Regions from separate parts of the Mus musculus genome. Here region 2 is linked to region 1. The links are chromatin contacts, called in public Hi-C maps. All regions are on one chromosome and are shown on one strand. Each heading gives the region's core, a stretch centred on a gene start, on an enhancer-like site or on the middle of the called end of the contact. The rest is flanking DNA. Distances are from core to core; before and after follow the strand shown.

Evidence for each region. Hi-C and Micro-C count contacts between places; a contact is called where the count stands out from the background.
Region 2: a contact with region 1 is called in a Hi-C map of uterus. The contact joins the promoter of Wnt16 here to the promoter of Cped1 in region 1. A contact is called at or near these places in 7 of 484 Hi-C or Micro-C datasets (adipose-derived mesenchymal stem cells, cardiomyocytes, embryonic stem cells and 2 more) and 1 of 115 datasets of contacts at active chromatin or transcription factors (pancreatic cancer cells).

Annotation. Positions count from the first base shown.
Region 1 is chr6:21,983,090-21,989,375 of GRCm38.p6, forward strand. It overlaps Cped1 (cadherin-like and PC-esterase domain containing 1), which reads left to right and starts at 2,821. Exons shown (of 22, transcript NM_001081351.1): 1 at 2,821-3,970. The coding sequence starts at 3,722.
Region 2 is chr6:22,286,340-22,292,889 of GRCm38.p6, forward strand. It overlaps Wnt16 (wingless-type MMTV integration site family, member 16), which reads left to right and starts at 1,888. Exons shown (of 4, transcript NM_053116.4): 1 at 1,888-2,262; 2 at 2,442-2,689; 3 at 4,579-4,865. The coding sequence starts at 2,168.

The sequences.
Region 1 (6,286 bases), core at 1,571-4,070:
ACTTTGAAAATAGAACTACTATCAGTCACTCAGTGCCATTGCTGGGCACAGAATCAAGGATACAAGACAATGTGTTTAAAGGACATCCGCACTCTTGTTCACAGCATTAGTTAAAACAGCCAAGGATAGAAATGACTACTGTGTTCTTCAGCTGGTGAGTGAAGACAATGAGCTATGCTTACATCATTTTATTCCAATAAAAGAAGAGAATGAGATCCTGTTATTTCCAACAATGTGGGTAGAATTGGAGATCATTATGCTAGGTGGGAAAGGACGAGTATAAAAAGTAAAGCCCATATGATCCCATTTGTGAGGAACCTAAAGGCAAAATTCTTAATGTTTTTACCCCAAAGAAATGATAAGCATTGAGTCATTATATATGTTTAGGCTGACTTGTAAATAACATGCTACATGCATGTATAGAAACATTGCAGGGTGCTGCGTTAATATGTCCAATATCTCTATCTTTATCTAGCCATCAAAACTGTGACTTTGAGAACACAATATTTGATCGTCAGGCATGACTAAAGCCATCCTCTCAAACCGTCTGTTCCCCTTCATCACAAAGAATAATGGAAAGAGAACAATTAGGGACAGAGTTTGTATCTGCTTCTTTTGTGTTCCCCGTGGCTCACCATTTCCATGATCTGCTCACGAGTCCGACACCTCACCACATTCTAAGCTCTGCTCGGACTGAGCCTGAGGATCTAGCACCTAACAGATGTGCATCCGCTCTCATCCACCTGCCAGCTGTTCAGGATGCTTAGGTGCCTTCCATGGACCATCTCACCTGGGCCATCAGTACTCGGAGGGGGGACTCTGATCTCACAAATGATGGACTTAGATTTCATATTCCAAAGCATTTATTTCAGGACAGCTTGTAAGAGGTGGTGAGTGTGATGATCTATGTCCGTAGTGGATTGACTCTAACATCTGATGTGGTCCCAGGAGTCTCAGTCCACCGGGAGCTGTGCTTCCTTTGCCACGTTCTTCTTCTAATTAACCCCTTCTTTTTCTAATACTATAACTATTTCTAATATTATTACTACTGTCTTCTGCTCCCTTGGACTCTGTAGTCAAGATAGGGAATTGAGTTCTTCAACTTATCAGAATCCTTTCTAGTTTCCTCTTAGCCAAAAGAAAGCTACAATGTTGTGTAAACTTTTTCTCTTCTGTTGCGTTTCCCTTCTCCCAACCTAAAGGCAATTCTAGTTAGCATCCAATTTACTCTTCTGTAATCTGACTCAGTGACTTAATAATTCCTCCCTCCAAAAAAAGGATTCTTCCTTCCTCAAAACTTGATTTTTTTTTCATAATTCTAGGGTTAATAATTAACAACTACCTATACTGCTCATAACACCCAGTAAACAGCTTTACCATACTCTGGGTCTTATTAACATAGAAACCATTCCAGTTTAGAGGTCTAGTAATTCCTATTGGCCTTCAAAATATATTACATCCACACAAAACCTGTGGCATGCAGCAGTGATGCTCTTTCAATGTCTATATGTGAAAACCAGGTTAATTTTCTCCCATTCCCTTATTTGTCATGGTATTGAAGACTGAATTTATATATTAAATAGTAGTAAAACATTTTATAGACTATATGTAAATAGACTGAGGTAAGTTATTGTTTATTCTATATTGACCTAATTAATTTGTTTTTAAGGTGCAAACTTTCCTTTTCTCTTCTCTTCTTCTTTTTTTGTTTTTTTATTCTGTTCTTTTCTTTTTTATTTTTTCTTTTGTTTTTTTTTCTTTTCTTTTTTGTCCCTCTTCTCTTCTTCCTCCTTTTCCTTCTCTGTCTCTCTGTCTGTGTCTCTGTCTCTGTCTCTCTCTGTGTCTGTCTCTCTCTGTGTCTGTCTCTGTCTCTCTCTGTGTCTGTGTCTCTCCCTCTCCCTCCCCCTCCTCTCTCTCTGCTCATCTATCCCAAGCTGACTCAAGTTTCTTACTAGCAAGAGATGTCCATTTTCTGAATCTTTTGTAGCTGTGAACCTCTAGGGGGCGCTCTTTCTCACAAAATATTAGAGTGTAATCTCTGAGTCTGGAATGGGTTTACTCTAGGGGTGTGGCCTCAAGGGAGAACATCTGCCTATAAGAAGTTTGGTTAGACCTAAAGTATAGAAACCATCTAGGTATTTGAAGAATGTCCCCGTGAGCTTAAACTAGTCGTTCCTAGAGCTGCCAAAGCAAGAACCTGGAGGTTCTCTTCGGTGGTCCCTCATCCTGCTGAGCCAAAAGTGATGCCCGTGAGAGGGTTGGTATGGAATTAAAAAGCCTGCTGGGTACTCCTTTCTCCTGGGCAAAAGTTAGAACTTCAATACCTACTACAGTCAGTTCATTTGAAGAGCTAGGCATCAGACTATTTGCCTCGGAGAACCACAGAGCGGTAATAACGGCGGAAGGACTCTGTTGGAATGGAGAGGGGACTTTTAGTTACACGGAATGTTTCCTCTTCAGTGGTCCAGACTGTCCGGATGACTCTCTTGTCCTCTTAGGCGAGACCACAATTCCCTGGAGTGATAAGCCTCCCGGTTAGCTCAGAGTCGGCCTTCATCTCTTCCTCGACCTTTAGCATCTATTGACTAGAAGCCATTTGTTATTCTGTATTAGGAAAACGCAGTGACACAGAGGATCAGAGATCAAGTATATTTCTAATTCTGCGGGTCTGGATAGGTAGCCACGTTCCAAGTTGGGATATGGGTGCCAACTGCTGTTCCCATGCACATTAGTAGCCTACCCTTTGCTGGGGCAGAAACTTATAACGCGGCTCGGACAGCCCCCAAGGCCAGAAAAAGCCTTAGTTTAGCTCCGCCCCGCTCGGCCTGGGTGGCAGCGATGGCCCAGGTCCTCCGGCTCTCGGCCCTGTGTGCAGCTGGCACGCGCGTGTCTCCGCGAGTCTGCGCGTGTCTGTCCGTGCGTGAGAGTGAGATGAAGCGGAGTCCTACGCCTGGGTGTTTCCTTCCAAGTGATTTTGATCAGCAATCCATTAGGGGATCATGAAAAAAAAAAAATCTGGCTAAAAGGATGAAAACTGAGTAAGTACACAGAACTTTGAACTTGAAACGGAATGAGACCAAACGCAAGCAAAGCCCTGACAGTAACCACATACAGCCAAACTGCTATCCCCCTTTTTTATGTTAAAAGCCGTGAATGCTAGCAGCAAAGTGGCAATTTAAAACTGAACGAAAGGAAGCAGCAGTTCTACAACATAAAAGGCTGGGAGCGGGATGGCTTTAAAACCGGAGGGAAAATGAGAAACTGCTAGGACAACCTGGCCGGCGCCCAGCTGTGCAACAGGCACTTCGCGTTAAATCGACTGCGTCTTCGGCTGGTTTCTGCCTCCAGACCCGCTTTACGGTGCTTTCTTTTTGCCCCAAAAGAGGAGACAAGCTGAACTCCTGACTTTAAGAATGTTGTGGAAGTAAGGCATTACCGGAAGGAACTCTTGGTAGCTGGGGATGCATTCGGATGATTTCTTATAACTATCTTTATTTTGACATCTTAAAAAAAAATCTGGCCAGTCACTTCTTACTGTCCTTCATTTAAGGGCTATTAACCACCTCTGACCGCTGGGTCCTATGAATCTTTGGCATGAACCTTCGGAAAGTTTTCAAGCGGAGATGGGGCGAACTTGATTGGAATTGTGTAAAAAGAAGACAGATGTGTGTTTTTTTCACACTGACAACGTGGCCAGGGGCCAAGTGATCCTGGACTGGTCATGGTCTGTCGACCCGGGTTCCTTTGTCGCCGGCGATTTTGCCCCCGACCTTTCCTGGTGGGTTTGGTGGTGGCGATCTGTCTCTTTTACCAGACCCTGACACTCCGAGGGACTAAGAAGATTGCAGCGGACGTCTCTGGCACTGTCCCACACACACCCTCTCAAACTCAGGCTAGCAGATGTGAAGAAGGATACCGGCAGGACAAACAATGCTTCCTTCTCTCTGCGAGTACCCAGGAAACCAGGAAGGTAAGTCTGAGTTGAGTTTATCCTGGGCGTCTGTGGTCGGCCTCTCTCTCCTTTCTGCAAAACTAAAATTAACTTCCATGTGGTCCGAATGGGAGCCAGAGTGAAAACAGTGCGGAGTGACCCGGTGACTGGGAGAGGTATTACATAAGCTGCCAAACTTCCTAAACCTACTTAAAGAGTTCTGCCCTTTATCCTTTAGAGGCTACCTTCATTGCAGTGAGGGAAAATCGCTTTTAAGATGTTAGAAGTCTACGAGAGCTGAGGATTTACACATCAGAAACAAAAGTCAGTTTTAAAATCTGAAAGAAAGAAAGAAAGAAAGAAAGAAAGAAAGAAAGAAAGAAAAAAGTCCGTATCTCTTTCTTAAATCCAAGAGAATGAATGATAAGACTCCCAAATTCAAGGATTCCTCCAGAGTTCCATGTCAAGACCTGCTAAGTTGATTCTGAGTTGGTGACTATGTTTCCAAACTAATTATTTCGGAAGAATTTAAAAGAATATAGTATCATATGCTTCTTAAAAATACTTGACATGGGGTTTAATTGTTCATAGAATTAGGAGAACACTGGTCCAGTATTGGGTCCATACCTAGACTCTAAGCACTCAGGAGGCGGAGGCAGTAAAATTATGTCACGCTTCAGTCCAGCCTGCTTCACATGAAGAGTTCTGGGCCTGCCTGTGTCAAGTAGTGAGGCTTTTTCTTTTTAAAGTGTGCATTTATGCTTGGTGTGGTGGACTACCTATAATCCTGCACTAGAAAGGCAGAGAAGGGGGCCAGGGGTTCAAGGCCAGCCTGGCTAACTACATTGTAAGCCCAAGTCCAGCCTGAGCTATATTACACAGTTTCATACAAAATAAAGGAAGGAAGGAAGGAAGGAAGGAAGGAAGGCAAAAGAAAAGAAAAGAAAGAAAAAAGAAAGAAAGAAAGGAAGGAAGGAAGGAAGAAAAGAAAAGAAAAGAAAGAATGAAAGGAAGGAAGAAAGGAAGGAAGGAAGGAAAACAAAGAAAGAAAGCAAAGAGTTGGAAACAGATCATTCTGTATTAATACCGAGGGTATAGTTGCACTATTTTTACTTGTGAAGTATAGGGTACAACACAAATCCAGGGAACATAAAATGTCCATTTTACTACTGCACTCTGTTCATGCCTGCCAGACAAATGCAGGCCCCTCATTGTCAAGTATAAAGAAGAAAACTAAAAGAGGTGAAAAACAAATTATTTGGGAAGTCGTGATGGAAAACCCACCGAACTGGGTGGCAAGATACCTTTGGGACCTGCAGGAGGTGCCTTTTATCTATGTAGACTTGGGGGGAGTTTCTGAGCCTGCTTAATAGTACTTGGAGCAGAATTTTATCTTGGGTGGCAGCATGGTTGCTGTTGTCAGTACTGACACCTCGGGGGACACTGTGGTGTTTTTCAGGCTCATAGCTCAGGTAGATAGGTAAGTAGGTAGGAAGCGAGTAGGGTTTCTCTTAAACTCAAGTTGGCTGTCACTGAAGGATGCTCAAGTGATCCACATGGCTAGCAGGATGCCCTGTTGCATCCCAGAGAAATCAGGCTGCTTGGTTTCTACCACAATATATGCTCTAAAGAAAAAACGAACTCGACCATTGGCCTAATCATTTCTGAAGCCACAACTTGAAGAACCCCCACCAAGTCACTGTAGATTAAGATGGTGAGCATTTGAAGACCGCCACGGAAGAGCGTTCACTTGTTAGCAAAACTATGAAGATTGTGTTGACTCATGGACAGAGGACGATGACAGATGACAAGGGCAGGGCCATCTTTAAAGGAGGCTTCAACTCACGGTGTGAGTCAATCTCTAGATGCTATGAAGTCACGGAAGAGTCTACTTTTGGTTAATTTATGAGACTATAACTTTTCTTTTTGTTATTTTTCTTGAACGCTTTGAATTTATGACAGATGTCACTGAATTTCAAAGCTGCTTTTCCTTCATTTTAAAGCCACCTTTTGGCGGTTTGTAATAGCGATGTCCTTGAGAAGTAGGTGGGGTACATCTTTCTTTAAATGCTTCAATGTTTCCTAGGAAATGTAGATGGAAACGCTTTATTACTTAACTTTTAGCTTCCTTTACTTCCTTACTAGGCATTTCCTGAGTCCTGCCTCGTTTGTGACTTACGCATATGTTAACTGTTATTTGTAGACCGGCACAGAAAATTCCACTTCAGCTTCAGAAAGCCTGCTTCTTGGAAAACATCTGAAACTTATTGGCTGCTGGTGTTAAAAAAAAAAAAGAAAAAAATTCACTCTAGAATTTTCTTCAACCAAAAGAATGCCAAACACCAAACACATGAT
Region 2 (6,550 bases), core at 638-3,137, 300 kb after region 1:
TGTGTGTTCACGGCACACTTTACTTCCCACACTGACTGTATCAGAATGTAATTGTGAGTTTACTTGTCTGTTTTGTCAAGTAAATTATGATCTCTACAGCTGTGTGGTTCAGTGCCAGTCTCACATTTTAACCCAAAGCAGTCTCAATATATATTTCTGAATTAAAAAAAAAAATCAAACACAGTTGGCCTTTAAAAATCAGCTTAAGCAATTGATGTTCTCCACACCCTCTACCCAAACCCAAGATTGCACCCTCTCCAGTTTCCCTTACAAGGAAGAAATGTCTCTATTTTCAGCCTTTAGGCCACTTAGGCATCTGTTCGGGATGTTCCTCATCATGTTAATCCACTCTGTGAGCTGCGCTTCAAAAGACTATCTGCTTCTCCGGGACCAATGGCCGTGGAACAGCTATGGGTGTACTCTGGTCCCTTCTTGGAGAGGCTTAGAGGATAAAGTGGGCTTGGATAAAGGCTCCGACTTTCAGAGAGGCCACTAGCTATTAGCCAAAATATTTCTGGATCAGTAACCATACCCTATCATCAACTTGACTTTCTAAAAATTACAGTGTGGTTTTAGGACCTGGTACGTAGTGTGCGCGCAGTGCTTGCTGGATAAAGGAGTGAATGGGACAGGATGGGTGTGTGAGTGAGCTTTGATTGACCTTAAGTGAGGCTGAGTATTAAAAGCAAGCAAAAGCTGTCCAAGCCTTTCAGCGCTGAGGCTAAGTGTGGTCACCCACCGAGATGATAGCACCTGGAGAGTTTACTAACATTCCAGATGTCCTCTTGGGAGCAGGTGAAAACCCTGTGCCTGTAAGTAGAGGAGGCGGGGCTCTCTGATACCACAACAAAGCATATTCCTGGCACCTTCAAAGGGTTCTTGAAGACAAAACTCTGACTGCTTCTCAGAACCCTTCCTGCTTCTAAAGTACATTTGGTGAAAGCCTAAGCTGCCAATTCCATTTACCTATAATCTCTGTTACTGATGATCAGAATTCATCTGGCCTTAGATTTGTCTGCCTGGCTGGGTTTTACACTGGTGGAAAGGGGTCTTATTTCCACAAACTTCCATAGGTCTGGGCATGCAGTTGGTGTGGGTGCAGGATTTCTGTTGTCGTTGTTTCCACTCGGTAGCCCTGTGGAAGGTATCCTTGGGTGGGGGGTGGGGTCAGTGTGGGTCAGAAGAGGGTAGGGACAGCGTTCATCTATTTGGAATGCTCTAGTCAGCTCTCACCCATTTGTCTGCCTGCCATTTTCCCCCTTAGAAAAGCCTGTGCTCCCAAAAGCTACAGAAATAAGACAAATGAGAAAAGCCATCACAGAACCTAAGTAAAATACGGGGAAATTTGATGGAAAGCTGGAAATAAATGTGTATACAATGACACGAAAAGAACCCTTCTCGCCTATCCTCTCCGCTTCCAAGGGTGGAAAGATCAGCTTTTTGTGGTATCAATTCTGACCTTATAAAGATAATTCACCAGTGAGAAATACAAGAAAGAAGAGCAGAGTGCTCCGCCCCCCTCCCTTCGGGCCCCCCCACACCTTTACCCTTTTTACTCAAAGGGTAAATCTAGATGTGGCTAGATTTTCTCTCAAGGATGCTAAGAAGTGCTCATCGTTTCTTTGCTCTCCGCTTGACTCAGTCTCGCAGTGACCTCCTCTAAGGACATTGTGAGAGGAGGAAAGGTCGTGACACTCCCAGGTCTAGTTAGACAGTCACGGAGGCTCAGCCCAGGAGCGCCCCCCGCAGAGCCCACTGTTAGCCAATGAGACACTGAAGTTTCCAGATGGTGAGGTACAGGGTTGCTGCTGAGCCAATCAGACTCCAGGCGCGGTCAGGGGGGGAGGAGATGCGAGGAGAAGCCTGGGGCGATGGAGACACAGAGACATCAGCAGAAGTTTCTCACCTTGGAAAGTGAGGGAAGCTCCCGCATCTCCAGCTCATCCTCACCTCTGCGCCAGAGGACCTTAGGCTACTTTCTCCGCCTTATCTTGCCTAGGGGACTGCTGATAGTCTCTGTCCTTGCTGCCCTGTTTAATGTTACCTTCCAGGGGAAAGAGAGCAAGGAACAACTGGGTGCTAAGAAACTGACCCCAGGCCCTGCGGGCCTCTGGAGAGAGGAGACAGAGGAGGAGTGGCTGGGGCTGGGGGTCTCCATGCGTGGGCCATGGACAGAGCGGCGCTCCTGGCCCTGCCCAGCTTGTGTGCGCTGTGGGCAGCCGTGCTGTCGCTGCTCCCCTGCGGAACCCAGGGCAACTGGATGTGAGTATGGGCTCTGTGGAGGCATATAGGGTGGCTGGTCAAAGGAATGACCCAACTAGTGGGCTTTCAACTTGAGGCTGGGAGAGAAGGGGTGGAGACCCTAGGAACGCTGACCTAATGCTTTTGGGGTGGGGGAGGGAAAGGGGAGAGGCTTACCTCAGGGGTGCCGCGTCTTACAGGTGGTTGGGCATCGCCTCTTTCGGGGTACCGGAGAAGCTGGGCTGCGCCGACTTGCCGCTGAACAGCCGCCAGAAGGAGCTGTGCAAGAGGAAACCGTACCTGCTGCCTAGCATCCGCGAGGGCGCCAGGCTGGGCATTCAGGAGTGCAGAAGCCAGTTCCGACACGAGAGGTGGAACTGTATGGTCGCCACTACCACTTCCACCCAGCTCGCCACAGCCCCCCTCTTTGGCTATGAGCTGAGTAGCGGTGAGTCACCAGGACCCTCGGGGATGGTAGGACATACAAGGCGACAGCTTTTCTGCGCGTTCCTTCGATAGAGTGTATAGCGCCTGCACAATTCGGTGCTGGCAAGGTCTTCAATATGGAACATTTGGTGCGAGGTGGGGGTGGGGGAAAACTGGGGCAACAAGGGCCAGCCCCCAGTGTGCAGGTGCGGCCCTGGGGAGGGACGTCCGAGATCTACAGAAGGACTCTTAGAAGGGCTGAAATTCTCCTTGCTTCCCCTGGCCCCTGCCAAAGTTTCAGAAAAACTGAGTTCCTATCCCGTCGACCCCAAGGACCCCATGGCGCCCCGCTCCGTGGGTGACCAGCTGGACAAACATGAGGTCTACAGCCGAGAATGATGCAGCCGCATCTGCTTTGATTTAAGCAGCTCTGTGGCGCCCAGAGCTGCGGACAAGTGGCAATTGAAGCACAGCCGCACGTTTTACTGACTCCTGGGAACACCAGGTTTAGTGCACGATGGTGATTTTTTTTTTAAGGGACTGTCACCTGAGCGCGACTTCTGTGTCCCCCACTTTTCTGTTTCTTCCATCTCTCCTTGACCGGGCGGGAGCTCTCTCTGCGGTACGGGGAAAGTGCGGTGGAAAAAGAAAAAGTTCTTCCTACAGACGTGGTGACTTAGCGGGGCTAGTGGTGCTAGGATGCTTCCTGAGATATTAGCAAAGTAGGAGTTTTAGGCCTGAGGCACTGAAAGATGCGCTGTCGTTTTTTTAAAGTTCATTTCCGTTCGTACTGCACTTTGACCCTTCTCCAGTCAGTTTCTGCACGCGCCTCCACAGAGCTGTGCGTCCCAGCTCTGAGTTTTGTCTGGCAAGTGATGCTGAAGGATCCCTGGCCTGGGGGTGGGGGTGGGGTAAGGGCTAAGAACCAGGAGGAGAAAGAAAAAGTAAGAAAGAGAGAGAATGTGTCCTAAACAGTTGCTGAGATGCAGAAGCATTCGTTACCGAAAAGGTTTATTGGACAACCGGCGTGAAGCAGTTTCTATTCCAATCTAAACATCTGGAAAGAAAAAAGTTGCCTGCTGAGTCCTTCCGAGTCTGTTTTATGAATGTCTTAATGGAAATTTGATTTCAAAGATTTTAACTCCAACTTTACTGATGGAGTACAAAGTGCAACTGTTTCAAAATAGTATACTTTTCCACAACAATGCATTTTTACAAGTTTTCAATGATCTTGTTCTCATTAGTTATATGACCATAAAGCCAGCTGCACTGCACTGTGTAAAATGTTTACAACTCAATACCAGTGATTGTTATTCATCATATTCTCCCCCTTTAAAACCTTATCTTTGATGTGAAAGAAAACGAATATGTATCTACCAGTTGTCTTGATTTTTGCTAATTTTAGTTTGCATAGTATCTATTTAAAGAAAGGTCACACCAAAATTTTCTGATTGTATTTTGTGAAAGCAGCATACTCAAAAAAAAAAAAAAAAGATACGGAATCTGTTTCCTTTTTAATTGCCCATTTACATTGTCCATATAAAGGATTTACATTCAACATGTACTAATAAGCTACTTCTGGCTATGAACCACTAAGGCAGGTACTCGTGAAGGTTACACATTTTTTAAAAACATGAATTGTAATATATGAGGAGAGTGGGTGACAATATGACATGTGTCATCCCTATGTGGAATACAGAACAATAATGCTGCTTTTTAAAAAGAAAAAAAGAAAAAAGAAAAAAGTCTAGGATAGTAGATTTCCTTTCCAAATATTCACACATTATAGCATTCTCTGTAAACGCTTGAAAAAATCGATTGCCTCCTAAGACAACAAGTGAGAGGTTTAGGTTAGGGCTGAATATCGACAGAAAGTGCCGGCTCTGTCATTTATCAATGTTTTCTTCCTAGGCACCAAGGAGACAGCATTCATTTATGCCATCATGGCAGCGGGCCTGGTGCACTCTGTCACCAGGTCATGCAGTGCAGGCAACATGACCGAATGTTCCTGTGACACCACCTTGCAGAATGGTGGCTCACCAAGTGAAGGCTGGCACTGGGGAGGATGCTCGGATGATGTCCAGTACGGCATGTGGTTCAGCAGAAAGTTTCTAGATCTTCCCATCAGAAACACCACAGGAAAAGAAAGCAGAGTCCTGCTAGCCATGAATCTACACAACAACGAAGCGGGGCGGCAGGTATGTATTGGGAAATTGAATAAAACGTTAGTGTCACTGGGTAAATAATACTGAGATTAATGCTTCCGGGTGAATCAATGCCAATGATTTAAGAGTCAAACGCTGACAGTTTATAAGAAATAAAATAGGCAGCTGTTCCTTCCTGAGTGTGCATGGACTATGTTGGTTTCATTTAGACAAACACCACTAATACGAGTTGAATTCCGCAGCAGCGTGTATTAATGTTGGTGCACTTTGTATATCAAAACATTATTAAATAAAAGATATACACGCTCCTGTTGTTTTATTGGTTGTGAGATAGACTGATTTCTGGCATTTCCAGAATGAGATTTGTATCTATCATTTATTGGGCCGAATCATGTGTTATCCCCTCATATGAATTTTGATTATTGTTTTAAATCTACTGTTTAGTAGACAACAATTCTTAAATGTGTTAATATGTTGTCAGGTTTATATTTTTCTCCAATAAGTGTTCTTAGGGAAACTACAACCACTATTTTTTTTGTTCAGCAAATGTTGTTTATGGAAAATTGACAGGTAATTGGAAATTCAAAATAATATACACTATATGTCGATGTGTCTGTCTTAAAAAGTTTATTATGTCACAGAAAATATGTACTCATAAACATGTTAGTCTTTTTGGGAAAGTTATAGTGAATTGCCAAACTTCAACAGCTTCCTGAAGTAAACTCAGACAAGTTGCAGTATCTCTTAGGAACAGTTAAAGTATATGTTATATTTGTTTTTTTACACTTTTGGCAAGTGAATAATGAGGCTCATTCACAATGCTTAGAAGATTCAGCCAGTTTTCTTTATTCAACTGCTTGCTTTCGTTGAAAATACTAAAAAGCTAGAAGTATCAGTAAAATATTACCACAACTCCTGAAGTTTGCATCTGCATTTCCATTTCATTTGAACATGCAATTCAAACAGGTAAAGTAGAAAACAAGACTGCTCCGTGAGTAGGCTATGAAAGTCTCCCGCAGCTTCATGTAGGAACTTCAGAAGTGGACTTTCTGTTGCTAACAGTTGCTGTTGTTCAGCACCGCTGTTAGCTGCATGCCTTTTCCCCAGCTGCTCAAGTTCAGCACTGCATGCCTTAAGGTTTCTCCTTGTGAAAGTAAGAACGAGATGCTGACTGACTTTAAGTAAAGGAATAGTTGCTATTTCTAACATATTAATAGGAAAGAAGATAAATGCAATTAACCTATGTTCCTTTAAACTCTAGCATTCTGCTCAAGAAAATCACCAGGGCGCATCAAATCACTATGTTTAAAGGATGAGAAAACAGTTACATAAGTATTCATTATTAGTTGTTATTTAAACAGTTTGATAGTGATTTAAATATTTCACCAAAAAGAAAACAAACAAACAAACAAACAAACAACAAAACAAAAACCTCAGAAGCTCATCTTATGACTAACTCTTAAAGACAGTTGGGTCTGAGCTTATGGAAGACCTTAAAACATTTGTATTAAAGAAAATTTGTTTTCTTAATAACATTTAGTTTTATTTCATTTTAAATGCTAGCAATTGCAAATTAGATAGCAATATGAGAGTCTATCATTGTTAATACTTTCTTAAATGGTTATTTAAATTTTAATTTTGTGTAGCATCAATTTTAATACACTACACTATTGGCTAGGGAAAACTCAGTTTCTCCATACTACATAGGGTTTTTTGCC